4 separate regions of the Mus musculus genome follow, and all the other regions are linked to region 1. The links are chromatin contacts, called in public Hi-C, HiChIP or PLAC-seq and promoter capture Hi-C maps. All regions are on one chromosome and are shown on one strand. Each heading gives the region's core, a stretch centred on a gene start, on an enhancer-like site or on the middle of the called end of the contact. The rest is flanking DNA. Distances are from core to core; before and after follow the strand shown. Region 1 overlaps Usp54 (ubiquitin specific peptidase 54). Region 2 holds the start of Camk2g (calcium/calmodulin-dependent protein kinase II gamma). Region 3 overlaps Fam149b (family with sequence similarity 149, member B). Region 4 holds the start of Ndst2 (N-deacetylase/N-sulfotransferase (heparan glucosaminyl) 2).

Region 1 (6,346 bases), core at 2,784-5,283:
ATGCCCTTTTCTGGCCTCCACAGGCACCAAAAACACACGAGGTACACAGACATATATGTACGCAAATACCTGTAATACACATAAAATTTTTTAAAAAAGTTTTAAGCCCGAAGGTTAGAGACAGTACATTATTGCATTATTCAGGGAAAATGTTTCCGTAACTTCTAGAAATTATGTAAGTAAAACAAGTCTTAGTTGCGGGAGCACAAAAGCATGGTCATCTCTTAACATAGTGCTACAGCCTGAGCTTGGGGCAATGTATGCCCAGGAGGCTCTGTCTGAGCTGGATTCCCAGCCGTAATATGCTAGTTTTGTTTTCATTTTTGGTTTTAGGGTTGGGGTTGTTTTCCAGCTGGGGTTCTCCCTTTGTTGCCCAGGCAGGCCTTGAACTCCTATCCTCCTGCCTTAGCCTCCCAAGTGACTGGGATGGCAGCTTTCTACCACCACACCCATCCATAAATAACTTTTTGATCCTATAACAGCTCATTCCTAAATAAATCTTAGATAATATACATAGACTTAAACTTCCCCAACTCCCTCATATTGGTTACTTACCCCAACCAAAAAACACAAAAGCAAATTAGTTTTAGATTGCCACTACTGCCAAGAGACTAGTCTTCGAGTTTAACAGCTTGAGGTAATCTTCTTTCTATAGGCTTTGAAAGATTTACCTAAGTTTTACTTTCTCTAAAATGAATGTATTGCTCTTATTACTCAGAATCTGCTGATCAAACAGCACGAAGTCATGAGCGAGTGCCCTGGACTGGCTGCTTTTTCTGAGCTCCTTCCATATTTAAAGCAACTTTTTTGGACTAAGTAGTCTCAGTTAAGGAAAGCTTTTCTTCTAACCTTACTATGGTCTTTTCTGTTCTTTTTTTTTTCTTTTTGTGATATTGGAGATGGAACTCAGGGCCTCACACTTGCCAGGGTCTCTATAGCTGAGCCACCCCAAACCCTCACCCCTCTGCCCTGACCTCACACTTGCCAGAGTCTCCTGAGCCACCCCAGCCCCTACCCTCACCCCACTGCCCTGACCTCATACTTACCAGGTCTCCTGAGCCACCCCAGCCCCCACCCTCACCCCACTGCCCTGACCTCACACTTGCCAGGGTCTCCTGAGCCACCCCAGCCCCCACCCTCACCCCACTGCCCTGACCTCACACTTGCCAGGGTCTCTATGGCTGAGCCAGTCACCTGCCCCCTACTTTCTTTTGATTCAGGACAATTTTTGCCTTCTATTTCTCACGTTATTTGTTGTGCTTGTTTCAAAATGAATTTTAAAGCTTGGTGTGGTGGCACAGACCTTTAGTTCCAGCACGTAGAAGGTAAGGCAGAGCAAGATCTCTGAGTTCAAGGCTAGTCTGGTTTACAGGACTAGTTCCAGGGGAGCCAGCGAAGAGAAACCCTGTCTCAAAACCAAACCAATCAACCAAGCAAACAGACAAAACCAAAAAGAAAAGGGCTTTAAAATTTCAATTCCTCTTAGCTGTTTCTATATTCAGTAATCGATTTTTCATTTTGAACTCAAGTCTTAATAGTTTGATGTTCCAGTTTTATATTGTTCCGTGTTTGTATGTTTGTATGTGTACAGGTGCACATGTATGTTTGAGTGCATGTGGAAACCAGAGGGCATCCTTAGATGTTGTATACCTTTTTTTCTTCATTTCCTGGGACATGTTCTTTATTCTAAGTGAGTGGCCAGTCTGGTTGGCTAGGGAACGTCAGGGCACATGTATCCCTGCTACCCCAGTGCTGGGTACAAGTGGACACGCCTACCTGCCTTTATTCAGTGTACTTGGGAATGAAACTCAGGCCCTCATGCTTGCAAGACAAATGCTTCATCACTCCAGCTTCCTCCTCATCCATTTTACCTCCTCCCCCCCTTTTTTTTTTGGAGACCAGATTTCATCACTCTTGAGCCTTGGCTGACCCAGAGCTCGCTTTGTAGATCAGGTTGTCCTCACATGTATGGTGAGATGACAGGCATGCGCCACTATTCCTTAGTTTAAAGTTTATATTTCTACTGAAAGAGGGATCTTGTCATCTTTGACCTTGTCCTTTCCTTTCTCTCTTAGTGACACCATGCATTAGAGTTGAACAGGAATCCTGATCATTGTGTTTCATTATCAGTTTTTGATAAGCTCTGGTATAGCCTCATCAAAGAGAGTACAGCCTGGAGTGCAGAGATTCTAGATGATTAAGATTTAAATATGCTATACTACTCAGTAACTATAATTTGCCTAGATCTTTGTAAAGTTGAGAACTTTTACATGCCTGGGCCTCAGAAGTGCTGGGATTATATGTGTATACCTCCATGCCTAGCCCTTCTTTTCTTTCAAGCTACCACCTCTAATTCTAGATGTTTAGACTCAGTTGATTACAATCATAATGAAAGAACTTTGGGTTCAGGGCTGGGGGAAATCAGAGATGTAGAGATGGGATAGAAATTGACTACCAAGGTTTTCAGAACCAACCTACTTTCCACTGTCTTTGCTTTCTAAAAGCTAACTGCTGTAGAAATTGAATTTGTTATGGTTCTGACAGAGCCTTTCTTACCATTGACGTCTGTAGGTGAATGAGGATAAAGCAAGGGTGTTGTGATGAAGAAAAATAACTCAGGCAGTGGTGGCGCACGCCTTTAATCCCAGCACCTGGGAGGCAGAGGCAGGCGGATTTCTGAGTTCGAGGCCAGACTGGTCTACAGAGTGAGTTCCAGGACAGCCAGGGCTACACAGAGAAACCCTGTCTCTAAAATCCAAAAACAAAAACAAACAAACAAAAAACCCCCAAACCTTAGACTTTTTATCCCAGTCATTTTATTTCTTTTCTGTTGTTTTGAGATTTTGAGATACAATCTCATTATGTAGCCATGAAGTATCTGGCTTCTACCTTGCTGTATAGCTCAGGGATCCTCCTCCTTCCACCTCCAGAGTAATGGGGATAACAGGCATGTGCCGTCATACCTGGCTTGACATTTCAATCTTGCAGCCCCTGTGACCATGTGAAAGCTCAATGTCAATTCCATTTGTAAGTGAAGTAACTTTATAACTTCCTACCAGCTTATGTTAGAGATGACTAGAAGGTGAGGCTCTCTGATGGTCCTTCACAAAGTGTCTTTACTGTACATCTTAGTCCATTCATCTGTCACTGTTCCTGGACTCCTCTTTTGTATCTCCTTTGACCCATGTGCACTTTGGGAGTTGGGGGGAATACTCTATGTTGTTATATGAGAAGTGGATCATCATCCTTTTAGAGATGGATACTTTTGGTGAGTGAGGCATGATCAAGGTAAAAACTTTTCATTGCTAAAGAAAGGCCAGTCCATGTAACAACAAATGAAGTTCAATGCTATGGTAGATTTATTGAAGTAGAAACTGTAGACCACCTCAAGCCCAAGAAGTGTACTGACAGCAGCGTGGTGAAGAGGGAATTGAAGCTATATTAGAAGTGGCAAGGGTGATGTTCCACAGAATCGTAAGCCATGCTTACAGCATGTAAGCAGTAAGTCTGGGGTAGCTGACATTTGACAAGGTATGTCCTGGTATTTTGTGGTGGCAGTTCAGTTCTAGGCACGAGAGTTCTGTTGCTACTATGGACAACACTTTGTTCTTTCCTTGAAAGGAGGTATTAGAGCTGGGATAGTAGTATGGCAGTCATGGTATTCCCACCCCCACCTTTTCCTGGCCTTGGTTAGATTTCAGTTAAGGCAAAAATGGATTCCTTAGTTGTTCTAAAGCCTTCTTAATAGCAATGGGCAGGTAGATAAAAAGTAGACCAGAGGCTTAACAACAAGGATCTGTGTCCCAAAGAGAAGAAGCAGTACAGAGGAGAAGTTGGAATTAACTATAATAAAAATGAAAGTGCTGGCCCTTTCAGGGAGGAGTGACGGCTTTGAAAGGTCCTTGCAAGAGGCAAATTCAATATTTGAAGAGTCGCTGCATCTGGAACAAAAGGGAGACTGTGCTGCAGCTCTGGCTCTGTGTAACGAAGCTATCTGTAAGTAACTCAACTGCTACTGGCTATGGCGTTTCCCGACTAACTCCACAATAGGAACTAGTGTTGTCATGCAGATGGCCATAGGGACAGTTTTTAATGTCTCTTGTGTTCCCGGGGAGGCCAATTAGCTATCTTTCCCCTTCAGATTTCAAAATGTACCTTGTGGTGCCACTGTGGTCTGTGGACATTTACTGGAACAACCTCAACAGGAAACCACAGATGAATTCTAACCCAAATAGTTAGACTTCAGATATGAGGTTAGCCTACTCTTTCTCTAGTCCCTGACTAATGAGTAGGCCAACTGAAGAAACTGGCTCTGACTCCCTAGGTAGTAACTTTTCATTGTAATACTCTATTCTTTTTGTTCTTCTCCTGCCTTTCTGGTATGCAGTACCATACTGTAACAGCAAGGGGTTCAGGCTAAGAATTGGTACCTGACTCTTAAATATGACTCCATGAAGCTGTGCTCTGTAAAGACGGGTGCAGGTTTGGACCTTATTTTTTTGTCATTGGCCATCAGAAAGGGGGAACTGGGAGCAGAGTGTGGAGACCGGAGTCAAACAGGTCAGTGAGAAGACGAGAGTGGCAACCTCACGTGCTAGTTTATCTTCCTGCTCTTTAAGTTTTGTTTGATTTTCTTTAGTGTTTTGTTTGTTTAAGTTTTAATTAATGTGTTTGGTCTCCTGGCTTTCATGAATGTTTCCTGAGCCAGAGCTGGTTCTGCGCTCTTGACAGCGCATGCACAGTCCATGCCTTGCATTCCTGCTGCTACATATTTTGTTTTACCGCCTATCTTTGCTTAGTTTTAGTTTAGTTTTTGTTCTTTTATTTTTGTTTGTATTTTGTGTTGTTTCTGCTATATTTTCTTTTGCATTTTAGCTAAACTAAGACTTACCCTGCATGATGCCAGCTCTAGCACGCACAGCAGAGCCCTAGTCGATAAGAAGTTGCAAATCAGTATTCGAAAAGCACGAAGCCTTCAGGATCGCATGCAGCAACAAGCATCATCGCAGCAGCCGGTGCAGCCCTCAGCCTCTCTCCCATCACAGGGGGGCGCCCTCCCTCAGCCGACAAGGTAGTGCTTGAGAACCACATTAGCTTACGGATAGCAGGGGAGGCAGTGTCCATGGGTACGCCATAGCACGAACTCTTCTCTTCTTCACTACCAGGGAAAAGAGAAAAACCTTATATGACTAAGGTTCTCTTCTCTAAGGTCAGACACACAAAAGCTCATTTCACAGATGGTCCTTTCATTAATAATTCCTAGAAAGATGCAAATAAGTACAAAATAACAAGCTATCCAAATTTCCTGGATTTGTGTAGCAATATGATTATTATAGTTGTATTTATTATGTTCTTAAACATGGAATCTGATTGTACCCTTCATGTTGTTGTAGTAACTGTTTAATTTGGGATTTCAATATTTACCATCCTCACAGAGAAAATAACCAGTTTTTCTTACTTTGATTAAACCGTAGGGAAGAGACACAAAGATTTTCTTTGTTTGCTTCTCTAAGGTCAGGACAAGGAGAAAGTCCCAAGAGGTACTGGGATAGTTCCCACATTTTAGGGGTATAAATATAACTATAATAAAAGTAGATAACTTTTTCTCTCTGCGTGTGTGTGTGTGTGTGTGTGTGTGTGTGTTTTCCTGGGAATAAAATCCAGGAACTTGTATATACTATACTACTAGGCAAGCGTTCTACTAGTAAGCTACACGTTCTCTGCCTCGTTTGTTGGTCTTTTAACTATTAGCTTCATTATGCTTGTTAAAATTTTTGAACATTTGCCTGGGTTCAGGTCAGAGGCAAGCATTTTCTGTTTTATTTATTACCTGATGAGATAGTAGCTGCTATCGAGCATACGTTCTAAATAAGGAAGCTTGTAGAGAGGATAGTTAGTTAGCTAATAAGTGGTAGAAGTATAGAATTCAGATACAAATCCGTTTTACTGTCAATGTTGCATCCCTTCCCCCCCCCCCCCTTTTCTAGACTAACTAGGCTCTGCAATGCCTTGAACTCCTGATATTTCTTTTTGCCTCTGGAGTGCTAGTATTACAGGCCTGTTAAACACTACTCAGGTTTATTCAGTTCCGTGGATTGAACCCAAGGCATCCTGCATGTTGGGCCAGCACTCTACCAATTGAACTACATCACTAGGCCAAGTTTTGATTAAATTACCACAATCATGTTACAAGAGTGACTGGATGACTAAAGCTACAAACATTTGGGGTATACAGATTCATATTATCTAAAATGTCTTGAGACTAAAAGTAAGTCTCTATCTATCTGTCCCTGTCTATCTTTTATCCATCAGTCTCTGCCTTTCTTTGTCTCTCTGTCTTTGCTTC
Region 2 (6,346 bases), core at 2,826-5,325, 230 kb before region 1:
TCTTACTCCGGAGTTGGGGGTTGTCTTAACGGCTTTCATTTTTACTTAGGCTTTCCTATCCGAATTATCACATCATGTTCATAGTTTTCAAATGCTCCACCATCGCTTAATTCTTTCAGAGTTCCTTGAAGAGGGCTCACGCATGATCTTATCGCCTCTTGTGAAACTGGTACTAGACTCTTACAAAGTTGGAAGGGCTCAGAGAAGCTACTGGTCCAGCAGATTTTAAACTTCCTTTTGACCAAGAGTTACACACAAGGACTGAAGAGACAGCTCAATTGTTAAAGAGCACTGACTGCTGCTCTTCCAGAGGACTAGGTTTAATTCCCAGCACCAATATGGTGGCTCATAACTATCCAGTTCCAGAGGCTCTGACTCCCTCTTCTGGCCTCAAAGGATACTAGGCACGCATCTAGTACACAGACATGTAGGCAAAAACCCATACACATTAAATAATAATAATAATAATAGTAGTAGTAGTAGTAGTAATCCCAGCACTTAGGACGTAGAGGCAGGCAGATCTCTGAGTCTGAGGCCAGCCTGTTCTATAGAATGAGTTCCAGGACAGACAGGACTACAGAGAGGAATCCTGTCTCGAAAACCCAAATACTAATGGTGATGATGATGGTGGTGGTGATACACACTTTATATTTACATACATATGCACATATATGTGTATACAGCTGGAACATGGCTGTGCAATCCTTAGCATTTAGAGTCCTATGGACTGAGCTCCTTGCATCCTAGGAACACACGGCCGACTTCATTCTCCTAGCATTGATTTACAACATCTCCCAACATGTGAGCAACTATGCTTTGATTTTAATGGCATCATCTCCCTTGCATTTACATTCATTTATTTATTTGGCTTTTCTGAGATGATGTCTCACTGTATGGCCCTGGCTGGCATAGAACTCACTAGATAGACCAGGCTGTTCTCAAACTAGTCACCATCTTGTGATTACAGGTGCATGACAGCGCACCTGCCTCCCCTTTCAATTAAAGACCTCACTTCCAACTGCTCTGTTTTTCTTAGATTGGAAGAGTAAGTATTCTCACGTGCTCTAAAATCACATTCCGAAATTAGGGAGGGAAGTATATGTCATTCAGGGGGGCAATATGTAATTTTCAGTGGCTTCAAGACGAAAGATCAGGACAAGGGAGGGGTACCACCCAGTGGGGTACCTCTGGTGATTATCAAGGCATCAATTTCCTGTGTTGTTTACTGTTCCGGGAGCTCTGAGCACTGCCTGAGTGCTAGTGCTGCCCAGGGGACTGGTTACAACCAGAACAGCATAGTCTGTGGACCCCATGAGGTTGCCATAGATACTGATGCGCAGGGAGCTAGCGAGCTCGTTATTATTTGTGAGTGTCGTCCCTCTAATTGCTGTGAGGTAGCTGGAGGTTGTGTGGGTGCTACGGCAATGGGGATTAAGAAGGGTGTGTGTGTGAGGATGTTTGTGTGAGCACACAGAAGTGTCTCTAGGCTCCACGCTGCCAGAGTGGACACTAGGCAGGCAGAGGTCTGTGCTATCAAGAGAAAGTGTGAAGGAGGGAAGACAGGAGCAAGGTAGAGCTGTAAAAGAAAAATGGAGGCTTCTAATTGTATAAATTATAAATCTCCACTTTATTAGGACATTCCGCTAAAAGGCAGTGACGAGCAGATAGGAGGTAGTTGATGAACAGTTGTTGAAAAATGGGTGGCTCCATTTACATGGTAGTATGAGTCATTTCCAAGATTTCACCCAATATTTTCCTACGTCATTTTCCATTTCACCCAGAGACACGCGATGCTTTAGATGGTTATCCTGAAGCATCCAGTGTAGATCCTGTAGGCGGGATGACAAACGGGTCACAGCAGGCACGTTGGGCCAGTCAGGTTGTAACCCTGCTTTGACCTTTCCCCCTAGGGTATCCCTAAGAGACCCCATTTTACCCCTAGTCTATGCTTGTGACCTCTCCCCACTCCTCACTCCATCTTCTGTTAATGAATATGTGAGGTTCAAGTATCAGCGTCTGGAGGTCAGGACCCAAGCTGCCTCCAGCCCTCAGGAAGGGCACACTGGTGAAAAAATGACACGCTGGCTGCTGCCTCCATTTCTGGAGCGCAACTAGCAGCCGCTTCTGCAGCAAGGATGGATGAGAGAAAATGAAGACTTACTGGCATCCCTGATTTTACAACCTCCTTACCCAACCGGGCTGAGACTTGGGACCTGCTGCTTTGAGGTAGGAAGTGGCCTTGTCCCCTCCACTTAACTTCCTGTTGCCATGTGGAAGGGTGGAGTACACAGTGCCCCTGTCACCTCAGCTCTTTCCTTGGTTCTCTCCTCTCAGGTAATCAGTCAGGGCTTTCTTCCCCCACTTCCCCCTAATCTCCAACCCCCACCCCCCCACACACACTTTGCTCCCTGGGCTGTGGGGTAAGTCCTCCCTTTGTGCTCTTCCCACCCCACTGAAGCTTGGGAGGCCAGAGTACCTCTCAGTTGCCTCCCCTGGCAGCACTGGCCTGCTGACAGAGGAGGCTGGATTCCCAGTGGGCACCCTGCTGTAATCAAGACTGAGAGGCAGCAGTTGGCTGAGCTCCCTTCTGCCCAGTGGGGAATGGCCTCTGACTTGGGGTACAGCTGCGCGGGGGGGGGGGGGGGGGGCATCGGGAAATTGCCCTGCACATTGCTCCTCCAGAGTGGCTTTTACTTGACTCTGTCCCATAAAGTTGTAATATTGGAGACAGAGCCGTTCTATGAACACTGAGCCTGGAGCGAAGTACCCAGGGGTTCCTTTGGAGTGCACAGTTTAGTGGGAAGAAAAATACTACACAATAGCTGCAAACACTGTTTGAATAAGGTACTGAGGGTTACTCTAATATTATACATGATTTAACCCAGTAAATGCTCACAGCCCTATGAAGTATACTGCACTATTATTTCCAGTTCTCAAATAAGGCCCAGACAGATTTCATGAACTGCAGAATGCCTGAGGTCAATGATTTTCCAGACATCCGAGAGCTAGGTAGTATGATCCAAGAGTTCTCAATACTGTGTGCTAGCACTCATACTTGCAAATACATCATTACAAAATGTGATAAAGTGTCATAAATAAAAGTACTGGATGCCCACAAGAAAACGAGCATGTTTTCATCTTTTGCTTTTAGCCACTAGTGCACAAAGCCTTTTCAAGACATTCTTACTTTTATCTTTTATTACTGACCTAGGAGAGAACATTTATTTCTAAGACTGGAATGCAGGAAAGCATCACACGGGCCCGCAGGACAGCTCAGTGAGTAAAAAGATGCGTGAGCTAAGCCTGACTACCCAAGTTCCATCCCCCAATGTAGTGAAAAGAGAACCAACTCCCCAAGTTGTGTGACCTCCACACGTGCGCTGTGGCAACCATAGGGCCACAGGCATACACACACGAAACAAATAAATGGAAAGAAAGAAAGAAAGAAAGAAAGAAAGAAAGAAAGAAAGAAAGGAAGGAAGGAAGAAAGAAAGAAAGAAAAGCAAGCAAACATCTTGCCCCATGGCCTGGTTTCGCTGATAAAACCGCGGCTGAAGGTTTTCTGGTTTTGTTTTTTCTTAATGATGCCCTTGATTCTTGCACTAATCTAGAGTGTCGGCACCCTGGGGGAAGGCTGCGGGCAGCTGGCTCTGCAGTCTGGGGGCATCTCTCGAGTGTACAGTCTCACATACGCTCTTTGACCTTGGCATTTTCCGGCTTGGTTCAGGCTGCAGTCATGGGACCCACGTGTGGGGCCTCTCCCCAGACCTCGGTGGTCCAGACCCAACACCACTCAAGAACCACTTTCACACATTGGTTCCTGAGCTCTTGCAGGGTCCGCCCTGGAGGAGCCCGCAGGAGGTGTCTTCCAGTTCGGTCGGTCCCAGTGGGTGGCCGGGAGTGGGGACCCCGCGTCCTTGGCCCTCGGGTGCAGGGGGCCCAGTTCGGGCGGCTCCTGGGGCGGGGCGGGGCCGACGGTGGGAGGCCCCTCCCCGGGGGCGGGGCGGGGGCCAGCGGGGCTTGGGGGCGGGGCCGGCGGGCGGGCGCGGGGGTGTCCCTCCCTCCCTCGCTCTCTCCGGTAAAGTCTCGCGGTGCTGCCGGGCTCAGCCCCGTCTCCTCCTCTTGCTCCCTCGGCCGGGCGGCGGTGACTGTGCACCGACGTCGGCGCGGGCTGCACCGCCGCGTCCGCCCGCCAGTATGGCCACCACCGCCACCTGCACCCGCTTCACCGACGACTACCAGCTTTTCGAGGAGCTCGGCAAGTACGGCCCACCCGCCACGCGCGGCGGCCCCCCACCCTGGTCCAGGCGTCCCGGCGCTCTGCGGCTTCTCGCCCCGCCCCCCGGCCCTGCACCGGCCGCTGCAGCGCCCCCTCGACCCGCCCCACCCCCAGCTTTTCCCGCGTGCTGCCTCGGGGGCCCCTTAGCCCCGGGTTCCCGGTCCCGCAGCCCCCTCCGCGCCCTGCAGCAGCTGCCAGGCTGCTGCACCCGGCGCCGCCGCGGGAACTGCAGCCCCGGGACTGCTCCGGGGCGCCTTCCAGCCCCGCCCCTCCCGCACCCTTCAGACGCTCCCCTCCCTCGACCCCGCCTGTCCACCGCCCCCTCCCCACCCAGCTCCGGAGCCCACTCAGCACCGGCCCCCCAGTTCCCACGCGCCCGGCACTCAGGACCCTCCCCGGCTCTGCAGTTCCAGCCCCGCTGCGGTGCCGGGGTGTGGGGAGATGTTTAGTGCCGGGCCCCGCCCCCCCGCTAGTGCGGCTTCCAGGATCCCAGCCTTGCTGCTGGGCAGTGCTGCGGCACCCCCGGCCCCTCCCCCCATCCCTGCAGTGGTCCCAGGAGCCGTGCGCCGCAGCCGCAGCATCCCCCTCCCCTCCGCACTGAGCTGGCCGCCGCCGCAGCCCGGGTCCCCGCCACCCCCACCCGCGGTGCAGAGCCTGGCCACTGCAGCCCCCGCTCTGCCCGCCCCCCTAGATATTTCCAGAGCCCGAGATCGCAGCCCATTTGGCGGGTCACGTACAGGAAAATAGCACGGGGAAGGGGAGTTACTGCTGTCACAATCAGAGCTGTCTTTCCTCTGTTTCCCTGCTGTCAGTTGAGCGGGGATGCTGTGGGTTTAAGCCAGTTGAGCGGATCTTGAGCGTCACTTTCTCCCAGGCTTAAGGGAAATTTCTCAGGAAACCATACCTTCTGTTTAATCCCTCCTTTTCCCTACTTTCAATTATTTCTGCTGAGAGGAGGAACAAGGTCTCCCTGTTCTTCTCTCTCCTGGTTGCCTTTGCTGGGACCACAAGGCAATCAGTGAGATGCAGCAGGTGTGTATTTGAAGCATCGCCCACCAGTCTGAGGTTTGAGGCTGTTGGAACTAGATGGGAGCCAGGTGGTGCTCCACCCACATCTGTTTAGGGCCATCGGGTGGGCTTACCATTCTTAAGTTAGCTGTTGATTGTCCCTACAAGTCTGGTGGTTGGAGCATGGCTGTCCTCATCTGAAGTATGTGTGTGTCACTTTGCTTGGCGCTGTGTCCCAGTTCTTTCCCCCTTCTCTCTCCAGGGGTGCCTTCTCAGTGGTCCGGAGGTGTGTAAAGAAAACATCTACGCAGGAATATGCTGCAAAAATCATCAATACCAAGAAGTTGTCCGCCCGAGGTGAGCGTGCCCTGCCAGGGCTCTCTTTGAGGATCCCTCCAGAAATTAGATTTCTGCAGGTTCCCTGGGAGGTGGGGGAGTATGTGTTTTAGCACTTGGAGATGAGTTGGAATTTCAAGGTGGGTGGACTTAGAAGCCAGACAAGGAGGTGTGAGGGAATTGGAAGTGCTCAGGGAGGGGGAAAAAAAAGTAAGAGATGAGTGTAGCTGGAGTGGTCTCCAAAGGGTTGAGGGAGTTCAAGTTCTCAGTGGAGAATTGAGAAGGCAGTGTATTGTATGGAATGAACAGCTCTTAATTTAGGGTACTTAAAGCCCCTCTTCTTTAGGGCAGGGCTGGCTACTGCAGGCTTGTCCTAGCCCTTGTGCCCCGGTGGTAACTTAGGGTGGAAATGCAGTAAATGAGCAGTTTTGATGAATCTAGCCTCCCCTGCCCACCAGGCGGCAGAACAGACTCCCAAGGGAAGGAAATCTGTAAACATCAGGGTAGGCGGCTAAGGCTGCGGCGGTGGTGAGGGCTTCTGGGGAACAAACCCTGCCAGATGAACTTGATTCCTTTTTTTTGATCAAATTACAAACTTGACGGTGAAGCAGCAGATACAGTCTGTCCTGGGCAGCGTGTGATGATGCCTCCTGGTCGCTCAATCTCAGTGGTCTGGTCCGAGCAGGAGCCGCAGTGCCTCCGTATGTGAGGCATTTACCGTGT
Region 3 (6,346 bases), core at 2,838-5,337, 190 kb after region 1:
AAAAATTCCTTTTCTGTGTGTGGGCATGCACATGTCAGTGTGTGTGTGTGGTCGGAGAATACTTCTTTGAAAGCCAGTTTCCTTCCATCATGTAGGTCCCCAGAACCAAACTCAGGTTGTCAGGCTTGGTAGTGGGCACCTATAGTCACTAAGCGATCCCTCTGGCCACCAAGCACTTAAGTTCTGACATCTTACACTTCTAAACCAAAACGGTCTGCTTCTTCCTAAGTATTTAATAATTCCCATCTCCAACTCTTGATCATCTGAATCCCTAGACACAGACTCATCAGAGAGTCTTCTCCTTTGGGACTACACAGCACTCCATCCGGGCAGCTCTCACGTGACTCTTAGCCACACGAGGCTGTATGAGGACAGGTCGGGTACCCAGTTACCAGTTCTCAGGCAGAGAGACCTTGCCCCTTAAATGTGTTCTCCCTGGATGTGTCTGGCACTTGGCGGCGCAGAGATAACCGAGCTGCTTTCCCTTTTCCTCAGCATTCTACTTAAGCTCTGAATGTGTTCCAACTTGAGCTTCTTACAGGAGCTTGTCCATCAGGGAGAGATTCCTTGGCTGTAGAGGCATCCCATGAATCAAGAGGCCACTCACGTTTGGCTGATGACCGCTTGCTTGACAGAAACTCATCTATGTCAAAAGCAGACAGTGGTTGGTGAAGATACCTGCTCGATTTGCTAAGTTTGCAAAGTTAGTGTTTCCAGTTAGGTTATTTATCCATCCCCCGCCTTGTGCCTTAACTTTTAGAAGAGTTGGCCAGTAGCCCCCAGAGGGCACTGTCAAGAGAACAGGGTTCTTTGTTGTTCTGTATTTCTAAGTGAAAGCTCATCAATTCAGATGAGAGCACTTAATGGTCACTCTCAGGGGAGAGAGGAACATTATTATTGCTTACAAGGGAAAAGAAAACCTGAATAGTAAATCACAAGCAAAATTTGGAACAATAGAAAAAATAAGTGCCAGAGGCAGGCGGATTTCTGAGTTCGAGGCTAGCCTGGTCTACAAAGTGAGTTCCAGGACAGCCAGGGCTACACAGAGAAACCCTGTCTCGCAAAACCAAAAAAAAAAAAAAAAAAATAAGTGCAAAGTAATGGTCTTTTTTATCTGCGCATGTCCTGAACTCTTACTTACTTTTAACTAGCCTGGAGCACTGGTTCCAGTCACTGTTCTTTCTGAGTTTTCTTTCTCTTTCTCTCTCTTTCTCTCTCTCTCTCTCTCTCTCTCTCTCTCTCTCTCTTTTTGGTTGGTTGGTTGGGCTTTTTTGCTTTTGTATTTTTAAATTTTTATGACAGTGTCTCTCTGTGTTGCACAGGCTGGCTTGAAGCGATGGCTCAGGTAATCTTCCTGTACCAGCCATCTGACAGTAGCCAGAAGTTCAAGGTGCATGTCTCCCCATGGCCTATTTAATAACCTAAATTCCAGTTGTTCTAATGTCACCTCTTTTGTCTTAAATATTTTTTCCTTCTTTCTCTCAAAAACTAGCAGTAACCACTTCTAATCCCAGCACTTGAGAAGCTGAGGCAGGGGGATTGTGAGTTCAAGGATGGGCTACACAATGAAACCCTCTCTCAAATAAGTATGTTGTTATGAAATTTCTGGCTAGAAATAAGGCAACCAAGGCAAACACCCAAGCAAGCTTCCTGTGGCAAGAACAGTGCTGGATTCTCACAATCCGCTCTGGGGCTTACCGGACTTGAGGTGATAGACGGCACTTTAGACTGCGGCACTCGAGGTAAGACCAAAGGATGCTGTTCGTTCAGCACATAGGGACTTCCTGAATCCAGTCTGGTAATTTCAACGTTACTCTCATCATCTGAGCAAAGGAACAGGATCTATTATCCATAGGCATCTTCTGATGTAAAGTTCTGAGAGAAAAATCTCCCTGACAGCTAAGTAGTCTCAAGAAAGGCTTCCCTTAGATCTGCAGCTCACCTGCATACACCCGTGTAGTTATAACCCGCAAGCTCAGAGTGCAGTTTAAAGTGGTTCCGTGCTGACAATGGCTGGTGGTACCAAGCAGAGGGTAAGCTGAGATCTATGACAACCTTTGGAACGTTTTACATCAGTGCTGCCCAATGTGGTGGCCATAAGCGGCAATACCATGGGACTCTTAAAATGCTGTATGCAGCAGTCTAACTCTAGAACCTTGAGATCATTAATCCTGACTTCAGGTCCCACAGACAATGCCAATGAAACTAGAGAGCGTTAAAAATCATGTTTTCTACAAGGAGAGCAAGTGCCCTGGAAACAGGGCATGCGCCATAGCACTATCAGCTCTGGACAGACACCAAATGTACACCAAAGACTGTCTCACAAACCAACCAACTGGAAAAAAAAAAAACAAAACAAAACCATAACACCCTGAATATATGAGTAAGTGCAAACTATAAAAAGCAAATTTTAGAAAACACAATAAATCTACAAAACCCCCTAAACAAAAATGTGAGCAGAGGGTTAAAGACATGAAATCTGGGGCTGCAGAGACAGCTCCATAGTTAGCAACACCTGCTGCTCTCTAAGAGGACCCAGAGTTTGGCTCCCAGCACCCACATCAGGCAGCTTACAAGCACCTGAAACCACAGCTCTAGGGGTCTCAACCTCCTGGGGCTCTGCAGCGCCAGCATATGCACTTGCACGCGCGCGCACACACACACACACACACAAATGTAAAAAAGGGACAATCTTAAGTAAATGCTGAAAGTTTCTTCTGTATGCAAATTATACCTTAGTTTTAAAACGTGCACAAAAATATCTTTTTATACACAAACAAAAAAATTAGAGCTAGAAGAAGAAGATTGACAAGACTGAGCACAGAACTTGTGTCCGAGCAGTGGCACTAGAGTCACCATCACTTTGGATAACTGTTGTCTACTGAACAGTGACCAACCCTCCACCTTGGTAAGCGCACTTTACACATGTAAAGAAATGTGTAAGGATGTTCACAGCATTAATGTCGTTAACTGCCAAATTACATTGCACTATTTTAAAAACAAACTGGTATTCAAAATTTTTGTAGTTCAGCTGGGGTGGTAGTGGTACAAGTCCCAGCAATTGGGAGGCAGAGGCAGGCAGATCTCTGTGAGTTCGAGGCCAGCCTGGTCTACAGAGTGAATTCCAGGAAAGCCAGGGTTACACAGAGAAACCCTGTCTGGAAAAAACAAACCAAGAACTGTTTTGCATTCCATTTCTTTGTATGCATGTACCTGTACCGTGGGGCTCCTAGGGAGTCCTATCAGAGGACACCTTGACAGCTGGCTCCTTTCACCAGGTGGGCTCTGGGGACTCACACTCAGGCTGGCAGCCTTGGCAGCAAGCTCCTTTACTCTCAGAGCCTCACCACCATGAACTGGGATTTCTGCACTTTTCAACATTAAGTATAATTAAAAATGAGCTTGAGGACAAATCATGTTTCCCAGTGAAACCAGTATGAACTCTTGTAGTCTTCCCTGCCTCTAAATCGTTTCCATTATCATCATTTGGTTCACTATCTAACTCAGAGGTGGTCCATCTCTTTATAAACAATTAGCAGTGAACCTTGTTCCCCATTAGCAAGTCAGGGTCAAGCCATGGTAATGATTTAAAGCTAAGTATTTTCTTCCTAGTGATTGAGAACTGTAACAAACAGAAGCTCTGAGGCCTCCGAGGGCTCTAGTTAGCTCTGTGTATCTTTAGCATGGCTGAGCCAAAGTGCCCTGGGTGAGGATGGCAGGGAATTAAGTTTTATGTGCAAACAAATGCTGAAGCTCCTGCAAGAAACTGAGGCCCTTCTTATCCATCTGCACTTGTGAGCGGTAAGAACACCGGTTATGGGCTGGAAAGATGGTTCAGTGGTTAAGAGCACTGGCTGCTCTTCCAGAGCACCTGGGTTCAATTCCTAACACCCACACAGCAGCTCACACTTGTCTTTAACTCTAATTCCAGGGGATCTGACACCCTTACACAGACATATGCAGACAAAAAACTAATGCACATAAAAACCACTGGTTGCACTACTCAGTTTTATACACTTTTGGCTTACAGACAAACATAAAGCAGAACAGATTGTCACGTGACTAAACTGCAGGCTAGTTTTTTTGTCAACACAATTTAGGGTCACCTGGAAAGAGGGAACTCAATTGAGGAACTGCTTCCATATGACTGGTTTATAGATATGGATCTGCAGCATTTTTTTGGATTAATGATTGATGTGGGTGGTGCTACCCCTGGACAAATGATTCTGGGGTGTATAAGAAAGTAGGTTAAGACTGCTAGATGGCTCAAAATTGCTTATAACTCTAGTCTCAGGGGGTCTCACACCACCTTCCTGGCCTCTACAAATATTGCATGCAAATGGTGCATAGACATGCATGCAGGCAAATACATGTACACATAAAAATAAAATAAAAATAATCTTAAAAAAAAAAAGGGGAAAGAAAGGTTGAACAAGCTATGGAGAACAAACCAGAAGGCAGCACTACTCCATGGCTTTTGCTTCAGTTCCTACCTTGTTTTCCCTGGTGACTAAGACCAGGACAAATTCCACCCTTTCTTCCCCAAGTTGCCTTTGGTCATGGTGTTTATCACAGCAACAAAAGCAAACTAGATTAGCTTCCCTCCTTCTGTACTGGGAGAAGATGTCACTCTATTGGTTTGTTCCAGGCCAGTTTGCTCTCATGCAAAGAGCCACTTGGTCTATGGGAGCCCTGCATGCAAGTGTTATCTTTGCACCAAGTACGGGAGTGTTCTTTTACAGGCTGTTCCCAGCTTCCTTTAGTCTGGAGGGCAGAGCAAAGTGGCACTGAGAATGAATAACTGTCCTTGAAAAGGGTTTGTCAGCCGGGTGTGGTGGCGCACGCCTTTAATCCCAGCACTTGGGAGGCAGAGGCAGGCGGATTTCTGAGTTCGAGGCCAGCCTGGTCTACAAAGTGAATTCCAGGACAGCCAGAGCTACACAGAGAAACCCTGTCTCAAAAAACCAAAAAAAAAAAAAAAAAAAAAAAAAAAAAGGAAAAGGGTTTGTCTGGCTCTGTGTGACAAAAGGGCACTCTCTTTCAGGGCCTTTAAGTCAACTCACTGAATTTATATTTTAGAAATAGCGTTTTATGTTGCCAGGCCTGATTTTCAGTTCCTCATCTTCCTTCCTCCACCAAAGTGCTAAGATCTAGGTGTGCGCCACTACAAGCTAAGCAGCTGCTTTATCTCCCACTGGGTTTGTCTATGAAGGGGTGGGGAAGTGAGCGTGTGCACATGCCAAGGCGAGTGCGTAGGCATGCGCAGAGGTCAGAGAGCAACGTTAAGGAGTCAGCTCTTTCTTGCCCCATCATGAGATTGGGGGATTGGACAAAGGTTATCAGGCTTGCACACAAACATTTCTACCTGCTGAGCCCTCTCACTGGCCCTGACCAGGTCATTAAATGAAGAGTATTAGTTCTGTTCTCTTGGATCTCAGAAGGGAATACACATAGACAACAACAAACACAGCAAAGGTTGGACAACTGGAATTCACAATAGCTGAGAGAGTATGCATAAATAAAGTCACATTAGAAAAATCTGGGGGGAGATGCTACTGATATTGGCATAGTTTATCACATGACCTACCAATTCTATGTGTGTGTGTATACACAAAAACCATCAACTACCCAAATAACTGAGGGAAGGTTTTTTTTTCTTTTCCTTTTCTCTCTCTCTCTCTCTCTTTTATTTTTGAGATAGTATCTTTGTATCCTTGAATTCGCAGAGATTCTCCTGTCTCTGTCTCCCAAGTACTGAGAAGTAAAGGTGTGTCCCTCTATACCTGGTTTAGGGAAATGGTTTCTTTTTGTTTGTTCATTTTGGAGGGAGGAGGGACAGGGTTTCTCTGTATAGCCCTGACTGTCCTGGAACTCATTCTGTAGACCAGGCTGGCTTCGATCTTCTGCCTCCCAAGTGGTGGGATTAAAGGGGTATGTCACCACTCCTAGCTTTGGGAAGTGTTGGGTTCTATGTAGTTAAGTGGGTTGAAACTCCCGATTCCCCTCCTTTGCCTCTTATGCTGGGATCATATGCATATACCATCACGCCTGGCTTATTCTTACATAAATTTAAAACAAAATTAATCTGTGGTGTTGGAAGTCAAGAGGGGCTTCTGGAGTGTCGGTAGCATTCTATTCTGGATTTGGATGCTGTTCATTCAGGAATATCTACTTTAAAATTATTTTATTTGTATGCAGTATTTGGTATTGAACTCAGAACCTAGCACGTGCTAGGAAAGTGCTCTAACACTGAGCTACATCCCCACTTCAAAAGTATTCGATTTGAGGCTGGAAAGATGGCTCAGCAACTAAGAGTACTTGTACCCTGCTACCTAGTCAATTTGAG
Region 4 (6,346 bases), core at 2,547-5,046, 170 kb before region 1:
AAGTGCCAGAACGGAATCATCACGCCCTCCATCTCTACCCTCATTCTTCAGTTTCCCATCTTCTTGTCCACTTTATCCCTCGTGTCTCTGCTCTGCCCTGGGTTTTATGTTGTGGCTGTTTTCCCCCACTGACTCTGTGCATGTGATTGTCCCACACTGTAGCTGCCTTCGTAATCCCTTAGCTATCTAAGTAACGCTAGTAGTCAGAGCAGTGTTTATCTTCGTTCTAGGGGAGGTCTCTTGCAGCCGCTGTAGTACTGGAATGAACTAAAGGGAATCAGACATATGCTGAAGTGCCAGTCCAGCTCCAGAGAACCCTGGGAACTTGGGGGGATCCTGAGCTGGGCGCTTTGGAGATTTCAAACTTTGATGTGCCTTTTCTTTTTAAGTCACAAATTGATTTTGAATGTATGGCTCTTATGATTTTTCTCTTCTAGCCTTAGCTAGGGGCAAAATAAGTTTAGAACTTTGAAACACCAGCCTAACCAAGTAGAAAAACCACAGGTTTTATTAGAGCCACATGGTCCTTAGTTTAAATATCTTATTTGATTTGAGTCTTTTTTTCCCTTCATATAGTGAAGAAAATATCAGTAAAAAATTACATTTCTCTTGCATGTAAAACCTCCGCATAATACCTGATGAAGTGTGGTTGCTAGACTTGTTACCCACATTCTCTTCCTTTTGGATGAAACTAATGCAATGGAGGATCGTGGCCTCTGTGGGGCGATGTTGGGGTACTTGGGGATTCTAGAAATGGCTGCTGGAGCTAGAGTCAAGAAGGTGCAGCCTGGCAGAAAGGTGAGTGTCCAAGCCTAATGCCTGATACCTCCCCTTCCTTGCCCTGCCCCCTGCAGTCCTGTCCAAGAACAGCAAGCCTATCCACACCACCATCCTAAACCCTCACGTCCACGTGATTGGGGAGGACGCAGCTTGCATCGCCTATATCCGGCTCACTCAGTACATCGACGGGCAGGGTCGGCCTCGCACCAGTCAGTCAGAGGAGACCCGGGTGTGGCACCGCCGGGATGGCAAGTGGCTCAATGTCCACTATCACTGCTCAGGGGCCCCTGCCGCACCGCTACAGTGAGCTCAGCCACAGGTGCTCCTTGTTGGGGAGAAGGGACTGGGAAGGGGAGAGATGGCTTGAATAGCTGAAGGGTAGGAGGTGGCTCTCTAGGAAGAAGTACGGGCCCTCCCAGAGGGGTGGGACAGACTGGGCAATGTAGTTTTGATAAGCTATGCTCTGTAATCAGACAGACTCCAGATTTGGTGCAAGCGTTCTTCCCCTGCTGAGCCTTAGTTTCTTTACTTATCAAAGGATGGATGGTAAGGATTAAGATACCATATTAAAGCACTGAGTAGGCCCTCAAATGTGAGAGTGCTGTGTTTAAACGTTAGCCTCTCCTGTACCAGTCCTCTCAAGGACACAGCCAAGTGTGTGCTGTGAATTACCTGTGTTCTCACCGTCCTCTTCTGTCTGTCCCACCTCCTCTTCTGTTTGACAGGGGCATTAGGAGACTCCAGCTGGAGGTTGAACCTTCGCAGCCAGTGACTCTGGAGGGCCTGAGTGACAGCGGCGGTCCTGTTCGTTTGAGGTTTAAAACAATTCAATTACAAAGCGGCAGCAGCCAATGCACGCCCCTGCATGCAGCCCTCCCGCCCGCCCTTCGTGTCTGTCTCTGCTGTACCGAGGTGTTTTTTACATTTAAGAAAAAAAAAAAAAGAAAATAAGATTGTTTAAAAAAACGGAATTCATACCATGATGCGTTTTAAAACAACTGATAGCCCTTGGCTTGCAAGGAGACAGGAGTTTGTGTGATGCTCATCCAGGCATGAACAGTGGGCTCACCCACCAGTATTGAAGAGGTGAGCTTGGCCTCAGGCCCCCATGGATTCAGGGGGACCAGGCAAGGACTCTTGACAGAGCTTTGGTCATGGACAAAGCCATGGTGTGGTTGCAGCCCCAGAGGTGGCCTGATCACCCCAGTTCTAGGAGTGGACTTCGTCAGACCATGCATTGACACCTAGTATGAGAAAGACGCAAACACCGTGGCCGCTGGACCTACATTGGAGAGAATGCAGCACTGCCAGCCTGCTGTGTGTGGAGGCAGCTGTGAGGCGTGGCCTCAGGACTGAAAGCCTGGACTTTGCTGTACCGGTCCAGTTAGCGTAGACAGGAAGAGAATTGGTGCTGCAGAAGTGTGTCCGCCAATGAGAAACCTCGAGTTCGTCTGACATGCACTTAACTCATCCATTTCTAGAGGATGCACAATGCACGTGGGCCTGAGACTGAGGCCCGATTTCTGCTGGTGGAAAGGGGGAGGGATTGCTACTTTGTTTCCTGTTGGTTTTCCTGACATAACAAGGAGAGATCCAGAAGTCGTTGGCCAGGGCTCCTTTTGCCACTTTTGGCAGTTGTTTGTGTGCTGATCTGGACCATCTTTGTCTTGTATTTTCATGGTGGTGGTCCCCATGCTGACCCTCATCTAGGCCTGGGCCCTCTGCCAAGTGCCCCTGTGGGATGGGAGGAGTGAGGCAGTGGGTAAGAGTTGGTGGTTGTTTCTATGCATTCTGGCTGCCCTCTGGGCTGCCTCCCTTCTTCCCATGCTGCACGCCCAACTCTTTCCCTGGGTTTGAGATCGAACTGACTGCTTGGGTGAGAAGTGTCCTCTTTAAAGAGGCTCTTTATTGACCAACCGAAGTATAGACTTTTCTGCTGGACAATCTGCATGGGCATCACCCCCTCGCCTGCATGTACCCACAAAGGGGTCCAGAGCCAAGGCTCCTGCATTCATTGTCCCTCTCTGTGCTCAAGGAGGTCCATTCCAGGAAGAAAAGGTCTGTACCTTAGGCAGATAACAGAGAAGATAATGGAAGAGGCAATTGGTCATAGTCTTGGTTCCCTCCCACCAAACAACTGCACATTATCTGCATTGGGGGGGGGGGTAGATTTCAGCTCCTTGGGTGACCTTCAGGAGGCACAGGAGCTGGGAAAAGAGAACTACAGAGTATGGAGCCAGCTGAGAAGAGAACAAACGCATGGGTGCTGGTGCTTGAATTTAGCCAGGCTCCTCAAGCACTTGTGCATGCCTCAGACCCTGGACCCTAGACCCTTCCTGCCCTGCAGCCTGCAGTGCCAGCCAACAGATACCTTCATCACAGGGTTTGGTTTTGCTGGCTTGAAGACAACAAATGGTCTTAGAGCTCTTTGAGACCCATAGCTTCATGTGGCTGCTCCAGCCCCACTTCTTAGCGTTCTTACTCCACTTCTGGGGCTAATGTCAGCATCTATAGACTATTAATAGACTATTTAAAAAACAAACCACCTTTTAAACAGGAAATGGAAGGCATTTGATGCAGAACTTTTGCATGATGACATAGAAATAATTTAAAATAGTGTTTGTTCTGAATGTTGGTAGTCCCTTCATAGCTTTGTTACAATGAAACCTTGAAGATATTTAATAAAATAACCTTTAAACAGTCCATTGTGTTATTGCTGTTGGAGGCTCGTAGCCGTGGGCTTAGATTTTAGCAGCCTGCGTGACAAGGCTTCACTAGGAGACGAACATCTTTTTGCCCATTCCCTTGGGGAGCAAGGAAGAAAACTTCTCATAAACTCAGCCTGGGCTGCTGTATTGGGGGGTGGCAGGGAGGAAGTAGCCTCTTAGGCGGTGGGCCGAGTCTTCGCCCCGCCCCAGGCGGAGGTGGCCCCGCCCTTGGTACGCGGGCTCCCTCCTCCGCGGGTCTGAGTGGACAGGCCTGGGCCCTGGGCCCGCCCCGACGCTCCGCAGACTGTGCCACCCGGCGTGGAGGACGGGGTCCACCCTGGTGGGCTGAGCGCGAGGCCGGAGGGCTGGGAGGCTGCGGCTGGGCTGAGCACTGCGGAGGGCCGTCGGCTTATCCCAGGTCCCGGTCACGCAGCGGCCACGCTCGGGGAGCGCGCGGACCTGAGCGGGCACCACGAGCCGCAGCGCGCCGCCTCCCCCTGGTGGGAGCGGTACTTGAGCCCGACTGCGGCGGAGCGTTCGCTCGGAGATGGCGGAGCCGCCGCGACGCGGCCCGAGGCCCCGCGAGCAGGGAAGCCGGGCAGCCCCGGGACGCGGCAGGGCCCGGGGACAGCGGGGACGCCGCCCACTCCACCGGGTGAGCCATCTTTGAGAGCAGTCTCCCGTCCACGGTCGCCCTCGGTTTTCGCGATCAGACTTCCTGCGAGTGTCGCCACCGAAACCACCCGCAGGGTCGTCCTGGGCGACCACCCATCTGGCCCTGTGCACCCTGCCCCGAGTCCCAGCCGCTGGCCTCCCCTCAGTTGCCTTATTCTGGCCACTCCGCCCAGGGCACACGGGGTTCTTAAACCCAGTGCCTGTCTGGATGCCAACTCTCGGCCGCACCCCTGCCCCTTTCCCTCCAGCTCCCCCACCTGTGGGCTCCCCATTTCCCGTAGTTCCCGCAGGAGGGTCCTTCTATCCTCAAGGTCAGGTCCTTCCTCCCACAGCGTGGCCCCTGTTGTTTATTCCAGTGGTGGGCCCACACCTCCAGCCCACCCTGACCCTGTATTTGCTGCCCACTTTGGCAGACGACCCTTAGGTTTCTCCTTCCTCAGAAACTTTCCACTGCCACACACATGTTCTTCCTCCAACTTAGTCATCCCACTGCTCCCCCACCAAAAGTTCTCACATGATCCCCTCTCTAAATCTCACTGGCTTCCTCTAGGTATGAAGCTAAAATACAGTGGTTACAACACAGGAGGTTGACAGGCCTGACCTTTGAATCCCAGTTCATCCACAAACGGAGCTTTGTAATCTCGGGTAAGTTACTAAACTTCTCTGGGCCAGAAATTATGCGTGTGTAAAATGGAACTACTACTAGTTATATGTGTTTTCATAACTGTTAGAGCTGACATTAAATACAGGTGCTTCTTGCATTTACTGATAAACTTTTAAGATATCCTAAACTACTGACCACAAGAGCTTATCAGTTTGTGCCCTCTGCTCAGTGACGCCAGTTGCTTCACCTTCTGTTTGTGTGGCTGAGCAAGTACTTGCAGTGTGTCTCAAATGAAAAGTATTGTTGGGGCTGGAGAGGTAGCTTAGTGGTTCCAAACTTCCAAAGGCCCTGAGTTCAGTCCTCAGCACCCACATGGTGGCCTACAATCTGATGCTGTCTTCTGGTGTGCAGATGTACATGTAGACAAAGTACCTATATCCATAAAGTACATAAGTAAAAATAAACAAGAGAGAGAGAGAGCCGGGCGTGGTGGCACACACCTTTAATCCTAGCACTCGGGAGGCAGAGGCAGGTGGATTTCTGAGTTCGAGGCAGCCTGGTCTACAGAGTGAGTTCCAGGACAGCCAGGGCTACACAGAGAAACCCTGTCTCAAAAAACCAAAAGAAGAAGAGGAAGAGGAGGAGGGGGAGGGGAAGAAAGAAAGAAATAAAGAAAAGAAGAGAAGAGAAGAGAAGAACAACAACTACTACTACTACTACTACGGTGTCTGCAAATCCACTCCCTTAGGAAAGGATTAAAACTCTAGGACCTGAGGTTGGAACTCCTGGGAGAGCACGTGCCTAGCCTGTGCAAGACCACATATCCCATCACTGGCACTGAAAACCAAAACCCACAACCATTTGAAGTCTCCTTTAAGTGTTTACCATTTGCACATTGGTTTTGTCGTTGGTTGGTAGTGGTGGTTTGGTTTGGTTTGGTTTTTTTTTAAGAAAGTGCTCCTCCATGTAGCCCTGGCTGTCCTAGAACTCGCCCTATAGACCAGACTGGCCTCAAACTCAGAGATCGTCCTGCCTCTGCCTTCTAAGGGCTTATATTAAAGACGTGCGCCATCACCTCCCAGCTTCATTTGCAGATTGTAATAAGTCAGAATCAGGTCTGTCTGTATATGCAAAGCTCTAGAAGGACACCCAACAAGTAAAGTAGTAAGCGCTCAGTATATACTGTTATTAAACCAGTGTTACATGTGAAGTATAGCTTGCTTTCCTTGAATTCTCACTACTGTTATCCCTGTTATAATTTAGCTGTTCCTGCCAGGCAGTGGTGGTGCATGCCTTTGATCCTGCACTCAGGAGATGGAGGCAGGCAGAATCGGAGGCTAGCCTGGTCTATATGGTAGCCAGGGCTACACAAAGAAACCCCTTTCTATAAAAACAAACGAAAGAATTCAGTTCTTCCCGTGATCTACACCTCTTCCTCCTACTTCCACTCTCTACCCTGTCTTCCCATCCCCCCTCCCCTGCATTTAGAGCGTCATACACTATACGCATGGGTTTTGCCCCATCACAGCTTTTCTTTTAATTTATTTGTATTTCATGTGTATTATGTTTTGCCTGCATG

Evidence for each region. A called contact is a pair of places that touch in the nucleus more often than the background predicts. HiChIP or PLAC-seq counts read pairs in DNA pulled down with a chosen protein or histone mark. Capture Hi-C pulls out chosen DNA fragments and counts their contacts.
Region 2: a contact with region 1 is called in a Hi-C map of embryonic stem cells, with 2.1 times the contacts expected there. The contact joins the promoter of Camk2g here to the enhancer-like site in region 1. A contact is called at or near these places in 10 of 39 promoter capture datasets (the C10 cell line, the HPC-7 cell line, embryonic stem cells and 5 more), 1 of 15 datasets of contacts at CTCF or cohesin (pro-B cells), 11 of 484 Hi-C or Micro-C datasets (the BV-2 cell line, the Ba/F3 cell line, the G1E-ER4 cell line and 5 more), 2 of 115 datasets of contacts at active chromatin or transcription factors (embryonic stem cells and memory CD8 T cells) and 2 of 9 other capture datasets (adipose tissue and liver).
Region 3: a contact with region 1 is called in a promoter capture Hi-C map of pancreatic islet. The contact joins two enhancer-like sites. A contact is called at or near these places in 15 of 39 promoter capture datasets (the 3T3-L1 cell line, the C10 cell line, cranial neural crest and 10 more), 1 of 484 Hi-C or Micro-C datasets (cerebellum), 4 of 115 datasets of contacts at active chromatin or transcription factors (the 230-238 cell line, the SCID.adh cell line, embryonic forebrain and 1 more) and 4 of 9 other capture datasets (adipose tissue, liver, macrophages and 1 more).
Region 4: an H3K27ac HiChIP or PLAC-seq map of large pre-B cells shows a contact between it and region 1, with 2.7 times the contacts expected there. The contact joins the promoter of Ndst2 here to the enhancer-like site in region 1. A contact is called at or near these places in 12 of 39 promoter capture datasets (3T3-L1-derived adipocytes, the C10 cell line, cranial neural crest and 7 more), 1 of 15 datasets of contacts at CTCF or cohesin (large pre-B cells), 6 of 484 Hi-C or Micro-C datasets (CD4 T cells, CD8 T cells, the HPC-7 cell line and 3 more), 5 of 115 datasets of contacts at active chromatin or transcription factors (T-cell acute lymphoblastic leukemia, bone marrow-derived macrophages, extraembryonic endoderm stem cells and 2 more) and 3 of 9 other capture datasets (adipose tissue, liver and pancreatic islet).

The regions. Positions count from the first base shown.
Region 1 is chr14:20,563,593-20,569,938 of GRCm38.p6, reverse strand. Usp54 (ubiquitin specific peptidase 54) reads left to right here. Exons shown (of 21, transcript NM_030180.2): 16 at 3,877-3,996; 17 at 4,876-5,071. 1810062O18Rik (RIKEN cDNA 1810062O18 gene) reads right to left here. Exons shown (of 6, transcript NR_033571.1): 3 at 5,100-5,158; 4 at 4,892-4,928; 5 at 1-69. Among named protein-coding and RNA genes, the nearest start is that of Ppp3cb, 20 kb to the right of the region's middle. Within about 2 kb of position 4,033, at least 29 of the 459 cell types and tissues checked have an H3K27ac peak or open chromatin away from gene starts, as enhancers often do. A contact at or near this core is called in the HPC-7 cell line and pancreatic islet, where this site is marked.
Region 2 is chr14:20,791,817-20,798,162 of GRCm38.p6, reverse strand. It overlaps Camk2g (calcium/calmodulin-dependent protein kinase II gamma), which reads left to right and starts at 4,075. Exons shown (of 21, transcript NM_001360186.1): 1 at 4,075-4,262; 2 at 5,550-5,644. The coding sequence starts at 4,198. It overlaps Gm30108 (predicted gene, 30108), which reads right to left and starts at 3,924. Exons shown (of 2, transcript NR_153779.1): 1 at 3,703-3,924; 2 at 1,609-1,829.
Region 3 is chr14:20,369,807-20,376,152 of GRCm38.p6, reverse strand. Fam149b (family with sequence similarity 149, member B) reads right to left here. Exons shown (of 14, transcript NM_001024512.2): 8 at 1,699-1,823; 9 at 540-643. Among named protein-coding and RNA genes, the nearest start is that of Gm30054, 3.7 kb to the right of the region's middle. Within about 2 kb of position 4,087, at least 7 of the 459 cell types and tissues checked have an H3K27ac peak or open chromatin away from gene starts, as enhancers often do. A contact at or near this core is called in pancreatic islet, where this site is marked.
Region 4 is chr14:20,732,012-20,738,357 of GRCm38.p6, reverse strand. Ndst2 (N-deacetylase/N-sulfotransferase (heparan glucosaminyl) 2) reads left to right here and starts at 3,796. Exons shown (of 15, transcript NM_010811.2): 1 at 3,796-4,143; 2 at 4,714-4,808. Camk2g (calcium/calmodulin-dependent protein kinase II gamma) reads left to right here. Exons shown (of 21, transcript NM_001360186.1): 20 at 855-1,099; 21 at 1,506-3,485. The coding sequence ends at 1,087.